2 separate regions of the Cricetulus griseus genome follow, and region 2 is linked to region 1. Evidence: chromatin contacts called from public Hi-C data. All regions are on one chromosome and are shown on one strand. Each heading gives the region's core, a stretch centred on a gene start, on an enhancer-like site or on the middle of the called end of the contact. The rest is flanking DNA. Distances are from core to core; before and after follow the strand shown. Region 1 overlaps LOC113834187 (chondroitin sulfate proteoglycan 4). Region 2 holds the start of Snx18 (sorting nexin-18).

Region 1 (4,536 bases), core at 810-3,309:
AGCTTCATGGTAGGAAGCATGGCAGCATGCAGTTAGACATGGTGCTGGAGAAGGAGCTGAGAGTTCTACATCTGGATCCATAGGCAGCAGGAAGAGAGAATAAGACACTGGGCCTGGCTGAATTTCTGAAACCTCATAGCCTATCCCTAGTGAGACACTTCCTCCAACAAGGCCACATCAACTCCAACAAGGCCACTCCTCCAAATAGTGCCACTCCTTATGAGCTTATGGGGCCACTTTCATTCAAACCACCATGCATCCCATCTTTTTATAAGAGGGAATGGCAAGATTGGTAAAATGAAGGAAACAGTGTTTTCCAGACATGGCAGGACAGATGCACATATGAACCCACAGCAATTGTGACAGCTTGCACAAGCTTTTGAAAGCTCTGGCCAAACAAAATCCCAACATAGACTTGTAATCCCATGCTTAGCTGAAGAGCTATTGACATTTGATAGCTACTGGGAGAAGGACAGTCAGTTTCTTTTAATGATATGCCCCCTGATAGGCTGACCACACCCTAGGGCAGGCCCCAGCCCCTAAAATAGCTGAGCAACACAAACTGGATTCAACGGAGAAAGGAAATATTCAATTTGTAAATGTCAAATAAAAACAAAAATGTGTATTTATGGATTGTATATTCAGCAGTATAATACTACTTATGTATGTGTGTATACATGCTTGGATATATATTACTTTGTACATTTTTGATACATTCTGTCATTTAAAAAATTTGTCATTCCTTTTCAGTTAGGAAACTAAAACTCAGGGGGAAATGAGGTTCCTGATTAGGGGTTGGCTGTGAATTAATTGACTTCAATTCTAACAATCTCCTCATGCTTTGTTCCGTGTGCTTTTTTTGAGGTAGGATTTTAAACATCAACTTTTTTTTTTAACTTAAAGGGTGTTGTTGTTGTTATTTGCTGTCTAAATGGTGTTGGGGTTCCCAGGGCTTTGCTCATGCCAGCCAAGTACTTTCTCTTATTTTCTAAGTAGCAAGTGTGTGGCCCATCATGCCACAGAATGGCACAGCACATCACCATTTATGACTGACCATTGACCAAGCAGCAAAGGCCCTTTGTTGACAGTGGTGGCCAGATGGGTGACAGGGAGGAACAGGAAGAAAGGAATAAAAGTGAAATCTGAAGCAGTAAACCCTGACCTCAATTTATGAAGCATTCCAGGACCTATTAATCCACATGTAAACAGGCCAGGGGCCCAACAGGGGCTAATGTAGGTAGCAGGCCTCTCGAATTGTTAAAAAAACGGCTGGAGTTTCAGTATTTGGTATTATTTGTTTAAGGCAATGGGACATAGGAATACGACCTGTAGTGCTTCAGTTATCTTGTGGCTTGGTGAGTTATTTAGCCTCTGCATCTCATGAGGAAGGTACTTGTGTCTTTGGGACATGTTAGTGTGAGTTTTCTTTGCAGTCTTTACCCCGTTCTCCTTGAATGCTATGTACTGGCTAGCACACATCTGAACCTCCCATTTTCAGTCACAATTGTCTATCTCCCCCACACAGGCTCTCCTGTAGCAGTTCCCACAGAGGTTGCTTGCAGAGTCATCTGACAAGTGACCCATTAGCTACTGGAAGACGCTATAGCTGTCAACGATGGTTAAACACTGCTATAAAAATTTACATCTATTGAATGTTCACTGAGTCCTGGTCCCTTCTGTAACTGGTATTGTTTTCATAGTCCTCCCAAGGCACTGCCAAAGGCATTAAAGCATAGTGTAGTCATAAAGGAAGGAGTGACCTTGAAGCCAAGTGTCTCTGTTCTGGATGCTCTCTCCACCATGAAGGATGATTCTGGTCAGAGAACACTGAAATTGTGGAGGGAAGATCTCTCCCAGGATAGCACCTTTCTAAGGGAGCATGTGTGTTTGGGGAACCAAGGCCTCCCCTAGGTGGGATTGGCAGAGGCATCCAGGACTTGGCATGCTGTGACTAAGATTTATTTCATGGAAACAAATGAAGCAAAATCAGCAAAGGGAAGCAGCTCACGGGGTGGAGTCCAGAGGAAACTAGGTCAGCTCTCTAAGTGCTTTTCCAGTGAAGTCACACGGGAGGGACACAGTCAATTGGCCCAGTGAGTTGTGACAACACATGTAAAGTGGCTTCTACCACAAAGCTTGTTAGTTACCAAGCGGCCAAGATATTTTCTGGGACTGATTAGGTAGGCATGTGCCTTCTGTCTGGTATGATCCTAAATCCCAGACCCCCAGGAGAAAAGGAGGGGTCCACCACACACCACAGTGCACACACAGTTTAGACATCGTGAGCCCATTATTGTTCAGGGAACATTTTAAGCCAGTATAGAGAACTGGCTAACAGTCTCAGGTGCCAACCTAGGGCCAGGCCACAGGTGGATCTCTCCAAGGAGAAGAATCTTCTGTTCACTCCTATGAACTCCTCTGAACATAGGCATGGGGTTGTTACATGATTTGTTTGTATGCATATTAGAGGGAGGAGTCTTCTTAGTCAAGGAGTATTCTAGAACAAAGGTGATCAGTCTGAAGGAAGCCTGCTGTGAAAAAACTTGGAGTGGCAGGAATAGATGGTGGGAGAAAGAGAATGAAATCAGCTCCACAAAGAGAGTTGATTTCGGAGCATAGGAACCCTCAGTATGATGCAATTTTGTTCTTTTGGTTTCTAGAGATAATACTAGGAAGCAGCTGACATTTGCAAGCTCCTCCTTCCTTTACGAGCCATGCTCAGCTATAAATGTATCACTTAACTAGATAAATAATTTCTCATTTAACTTTTTCAATAATCCTTGGAATCAAATGAGTTTTATAATAAATATTTGAGGCAGTGAAAGGTGAAGTCACTTGACAAATACCTTACAGTAAGTAAAAGTGGGATTTGAGCCTGGGTAGTCTGAGCTCAGAATCACACCACATAATGGGAATGATCTGGAGGTTACAGGTCCTGTGGTTCCAAATAAGTATTTTAATAATATGTTAAATGAAATAGAATATGCAATACCAAAATACCTTGTGTCTAACACACACACACACACACACACACACACACACACACACACACACACACACACGTACTCTCGCACAGTAGGTTGGTGTGTAAAATGTATTAATTACTTTAGGCAATTGAAAGGCATTGCAAGCTATGAAACTAGCAAAGCCAGATATTTTTTTATAGATGAGCAATGCTTCTCCATGTTTCTGGTGAAACATGACCTTTGTGCATATATGTTTATGCGCGTGTGTGTGTGTGTGTGTGTGTGTGTGTGTGTGTGTGTGTGTGTGTGTGTTTGTTGGATGTGCACATGTATATGGAGAATATAGGTCAACACTGGGTATCTTCTTCAACCAAGTTTCCACCTCATTTTTTAAAGATAGTCTTTCACTGGACAGAAACTCATAGTTTGGCTAGCCTGGCTGACTGGCCTATAAGCACTAGGGATTCTCCCATCCTCACCCCCAGTGCTAGGATTATGGGCACATGCAAGATAGACCTGACTTTTTACATGGGTTTTGGGGATTGCCTGCACTTTACTGACTGAGTCATCATCTAGTACTGAAACTTGATATTTTATGAGCTGAGTCAAGTTCTAGTGGTTCATCTAAATCCTCAGCTCCTAGAAACTGATACCATAGGGTTATGACAAAGTTGCTACCACCTATAACAACCCACACCCTACTCTCCAAATACTGTCAGGATGTTTTACTACATTAAGAGTCTTCTGTCTTCCAGGCAGGGAAGCCTGCTTGCTGTCCTCAGCTTTGAAGTCTTCATCATTTCAGTTCTGCCAGCCAAGTTAACCCCACCTGCTCATTGCCCCTCCATATGGATTTGCCCTTCTAGGCTAGAAAGTAGGTTGGGATGGTGAACAGTAGTTATCTTCTTTCAGACCTGGCCGACTCACTTTATGACTGCTGTGGTCATCCAAAGTCATGGTCACAAAGGAAGAAAACGAATGAATGACAAGAATTTAAATGTCCCAAGGAAAGCACACACACACACACACACACACACACACACACACACACACACACACACAGAGAGAGAGAGAGAGAGAGAGACGAGAGAGAGAGAGAGAGAGAGAGTTGATGAAGTTGGCTAAGGGTTTTAGAACAGTGTAGTTTTGTGTATTGAAGTTCTAAAGCACAATAATAATATCTGCTATCAATCTCAATTTAATTTCAACTAGAAAAGGAGCCAAGAAGTGGTCAGGATTGGCCTTATTAACTTAAAAAGCCTGTCTAGGCAGTTTCATAGAATCTAAGATTTGCTATTATTTCCTGCCCCCAAATTATTTTTGTTTTCAAAATATTCCTGTCTTTCCCACTAGACTGTCTAGTAACAATGGCAGATTAACATGGAGAGGCTAAGTGTCCTGGTCATATTGCAGGGAGTTCCCTGAATCATTTGCCAATAATATTAAAGAATCGTCAGGTCTGTCAACACCTTGGGAAGTGAATATGGAAAGCATATGCACTAAATTAAAATAACAGCTACAAGAGTACATTTTCCAGGAGCAGATATGTGACTAGTTCTTCCCAAATTTA
Region 2 (4,536 bases), core at 810-3,309, 260 kb after region 1:
GGTTTAGGTCCCCTGATAATTCTGCCCCAGTCCACAAGATTATAGACAGAGCAGCTGATTTCCCTGCCTATTCAAATTCTCAAATGACAACTACATGGAGTAGCTTCCCTGTCTACAAGGAGCAATCTAGCAAGCCACTGGACACTCTCTAAGGAAAGTCCCAACAGTCCATAGCCCTAGGGGTCCCCAGACACGGAGAATGAACCAGAACCTGAAACCAGTGAGTGGTAGGCCAATCACAGTCATTGCTTTCATCCTGAACAAAATATCCCACGCCACCAGCTCTATAGGCCAGGCTTTACCTTTCTGAACATGGATGATGTCTGGGAAGTTGGCCAGGTGCCCCTGATACAGTGCTAACAGGTCCATGACTGGGTCCAGGTCCTGCCTGGGCTGTTCAGCGAAGAGTTCGCCGATGGCATCGTAGGCATCTCCGGTGAAGGCGATGGCCTGGTTCAGACCCACTGAGAAGGCCTGCTGATCCAGTTCAAAGGCTTGGCTGAGGCCTCGGAAGGACTGGCCCACCTTCTGATACTCCTTCTTGAAGCCAGTCACCTGCTTGCGCGCAAATTCGTTGGCAGTGTGGTTGAGCTGCAACGCGCTGTCGTCCATCTTTTTGGTGAAGGACTTGAAGCCATCGATCTTGCTCTCCACCTCCTGCAGATCCAGGGCGGCGGCAGGGGGTGTGCTCAGAGTGAGGAAGAAGTTGGCACCCACCATCTCATCCTTCTCAGCCTTTCGCTTACCCTGTTTCCAGGCCTTCTCGTCCGTGCTGCTGGGGCAGGTCAGAAAATGCTGGAAGACATCACACTGTGCCAGCACCGGGTGGCTGGCCATGTGATTCATCCACCAGATCAAACCCTTCCTGCGCTTGGAGATGAAGTCCTCCTCGAAGCGCCCGGTGGCCTGCTTCTCAGGTAGGTGGGGCACCGAGATGACCGGGAACTTCTCGGCCAGGCGCGCGTACAGCCAGTCAAAGTGCTTATAGCGCCTGTGCACGGGCACCTGGGTGTGCGTGGGCACCAGCTTGTAAGAGATGTAGCTCTTCATGCCCTTGAACTTGGTCTGCTTGGTGGGGTCGTCGATGGTGCACTGGAAAGGGTAGGGGTTCTCCTGCCACTCAGGGCCATAGGGCCCCAGCACCACGCACAGCTTGTCCCCATCCTTCACGAAGCCCGATGCCTCGCCCAGCACGAAGGCCTCCCCGCCCGACTTGACGAAGGTGGAGAAACGATTGAGGTTACGGCTCACCGTGGCTGAGCTCTTGGCTCCAGACCCTTGATGCTGCTGCGGAGGCGCCGAAGCGCCGCGTGAGCCCAGCGACAGGTCAGAGCGTGTGGACAGGCGGTAGCGACCAGCCATGCCGCCGCCAGCCGACGACGAGCCGTCGAGGTCCGGGTACGCGCCGCTGCCCAGTGCGCCCGGCTCGTCGGCCACCGTGGAGCTGTCGTCCCACTCGTCGTCCCAGTCATCGTCGCTGCCCTGGCTGGCCTGGTAGCCGCCGTAAAGCTGCTGCGGCGACGGCTGCAGAGCGCCCCCGCCGTACGAGAAGCTGGTGCCCGATGGCTGGAAGGACCCCGGCGACGCCTGCGGCTGCAGCAGCGGCTGGAAGGCGGCGGGCGGAGCGGCAGGCAGAGGTTCGAAGCCACCGGGCGGCACGTTGGCATAGCGGGCCGGCACTCCAGGGCCGCCGTCCGCAGGGGGGCCGGGCTCGGGCGCGCGGATCACCTGCACGTACGAAGCCGGGAAGAGGCCACGATCGCCTCGGCTGTTGACCCCTTCGAGCCAGCCCTCGATGTCCTGCTCGCTGCACAGGCTCAGCACCTCGTGCTCCCGCAGGGAAATTTCTCCCGGGTTCTCCGACCTGAAGTCATAGAGTGCCCGGGCGCGCAGCGCCATGGTCCCGAGCCCGGAGCCCCGAGCTCGGGCCGGCCCGAAGGCCCCGCGGTCAGTACCCGCGCCCCTGTGCGCCCAGGGGAGCTCTGAGGCCAGTGCACGGTCCGCTCCCCTCTCCGCTCGCGCCCTCCGCGCCGATCCGCTCTGCTTGCAGCCAGGACTGCGGCTTGCTCAGGGCCGCCGCCGGCGGCTGGGGGCGGGGCCCGGGCCTCCCACGTCCCCAGCGGAGCTAATCCATTGCCGAGAGCCTCGTGCCAGACAAAAGCAAGAGATAGCCGAGCAGCTCTGCGCCGAGGACGGCGCCGACTCCGCGGCCGCGGCTGCCCCCTCGTGGCGGGTGTGGAAAAGGGGCGCGCTTGGGTGGACCACGCGGCGAATGGATTTGTTTTTGTTTTCTTTTCAGAAGTGAATTCTCTGAAGTTGTTTCGTTTTTCTAGTCAAAAAACATCTCTTGGAAAGTGAGTGTTTGTATCCACGATAGCCGTTCCCTCTCTGACGGTTCGGACAGAATGTTCCTAAAATGGCTTAGTCCCACGTGTGTAATAAAGACTTTCACAATGAAGATTAGCTTTTGCACTGATAAGGATGTCCTTGCCAGGGGTGTGTTCACTGGAGGTACAGCTCCTTTCCTTCCTGTACCCTCTGATCTTGTTGGCAAGGAGAGGAGACGGGAAGGTCGTTGTTTGACAAGGGGCAAGCGTGGTGCAGGGAGAGAGGAGCTGAAAAGTTTCCAGCAAGTGTGCAGAGAGCTGGCACTCGACATGTGCGCAAATGAGAGCTCAGCTTCGGAGCTACGCTGCAGGTGTTATTCCCTGTTCTGACATTACTAGCTCGATGACCTTGAGCGAGTTACTTGCATTGCACTTAACTCCTAGAGTTGTGTGGATTCAGTGACAATCTTATCTTACAGGTGAAGGAAATGATGTATGCGGTAAGCTCAGTCCAGTTGTTTGCTTTGCAGTTAGTGTTATCTAGGGAAGCACAATTTCTGACCTCTTTCCGAAAGAGATTAAGGGTCCTAAAATTGCAGTTACAGGTGTGATACACAATAGGAAAGATCCTCATGTTCACACCTTTACATTTCCTCCGAGGATACTGATCACTCTTCTCCTCAATAAATTTATAGTTAAGTAGACCCAAGCTCACTTCCTAAGATTTTAATCAACCCCAGTCTCTGAGAGTTGCCTTGTTTTATCTTTTTCCTTCGATATATAATTTGCGCAAGGCTTACTTTCTCATACTGCCCTTACTGAGTCTAGCCCCATCCTTTGAAGGAAACCCTAACTGGAGGCCTCCAATCACAAGTCATTCATCTCAACCTGTAATCTGACCCTTTCTATGACAATCTGGGTATCTGATCAGAATTGTCCATTATCCTAAGGACTGTGGTAATCTAAGCTTCCTGTTGTAAGCCCCTAACCAGCACACCAGATTCCCACTGTGCCTCCTAATGCATAACCTTAACTCAGAAGGTAATTCTGAAGTGCAGCCTTTTCGGTATGTGACAGTTCTCATGCAGCAATCACTGGGATTCTATTTTATCACTTGGAATGATCAGAAACATGAAGACACTAACTAAGCAGCTTATATCATGTAGGAACTCGAGAGATGTTCATCTGCAATGTTCCAGACAGAACACAGTGGAGTCAGTAAACTTTAGATTCAAGAGTTAGTTGCCTTAGCTTCGGGCTTATCTCAGGTTGAACCAACTGTGGAAGCAATAGCTAAAGACCTCCAGGGTGTTGAGTCTATTGATAGCCCAATGGCACACACATCTGTGAGAGCTCAGCATGTGAGAGCCAGGTTAAGGACTTTATGCTTTTTAGTCATAAGGGTTTGGGAGAGATGCTAACAAACTGTCATGGCGTTTTGCCCTGTGGTCAGAATGGTAGGGAATACTCTACCCCTAGCAGGCCATGGATATGGAGGAATTATACTTAATTAATAATTTATAATCATTCACCCAGGGAGTGAATAGAACAATGCATTTATAAAACATATGTCTAGAAGACAGTTTCTTACACTGCAGGTTAAAACCCCGTACAGAGGCCACATAACTGAATGTGGGGTCATGAAAAAAATTAGCGACAGTAAAAATTTCCTGGACAGGCAACAAACAGAAATAATTAATTCAGAATCAAATACATAATGGATCTGAAATGCTTCTAGCAGCACTCAACTATGTCGCATGTTCAACTTCACTGCAGCCTTGGTTTGAAGACACTACTAGCCCACTTTGCAGGTTGCCTGCCTGCCATCAGACATGCAATGCCAGTGAATACTGCCCATGTGTCCTAGCTGTGATTTAAGACCATTTCGTATTGTGAGCAGTGGTGATTTTAGTGTGCATATAAAGTTCTTTGATCTAATAGGACCATAATAGAGAATTGTTTCATGCCGACCTTCCTCACCATGTATGTGTCAGATTCCCTTTAGACTCTGTTCCAGTGATTTTACTACTGCTGTTTAAAATTCTGACTTAAGTTAATACACATTCGTTAAATGAATTTGACTTGGGATTAGGATAGAGCTGCTAGCAACTTGTGAAATGACCTTAAATACACTTGTGCCATTTTTGCACTATATATGACATTCAGAAGAATTGATGATTATAGAAACAAATGTCAATCAACTCATTGA

Evidence for each region. Hi-C and Micro-C count contacts between places; a contact is called where the count stands out from the background.
Region 2: a Hi-C map of the CHO-K1 cell line shows a contact between it and region 1, with 6 times the contacts expected there. The contact joins the promoter of Snx18 here to the enhancer-like site in region 1. A contact is called at or near these places in 4 of 8 Hi-C or Micro-C datasets (the CHO-K1 cell line, fibroblasts and liver).

The regions. Positions count from the first base shown.
Region 1 is chr2:331,179,297-331,183,832 of CriGri-PICRH-1.0, forward strand. The region is part of intron 10 of LOC113834187 (chondroitin sulfate proteoglycan 4); the gene reads left to right. Among named protein-coding and RNA genes, the nearest start is that of Esm1, 110 kb to the left of the region's middle. Within about 2 kb of position 2,060, at least 1 of the 6 cell types and tissues checked has open chromatin away from gene starts, as enhancers often do.
Region 2 is chr2:331,444,150-331,448,685 of CriGri-PICRH-1.0, forward strand. It overlaps Snx18 (sorting nexin-18), which reads right to left and starts at 2,060. Exons shown (of 2, transcript XM_027401442.2): 1 at 303-2,060. The coding sequence starts at 1,899.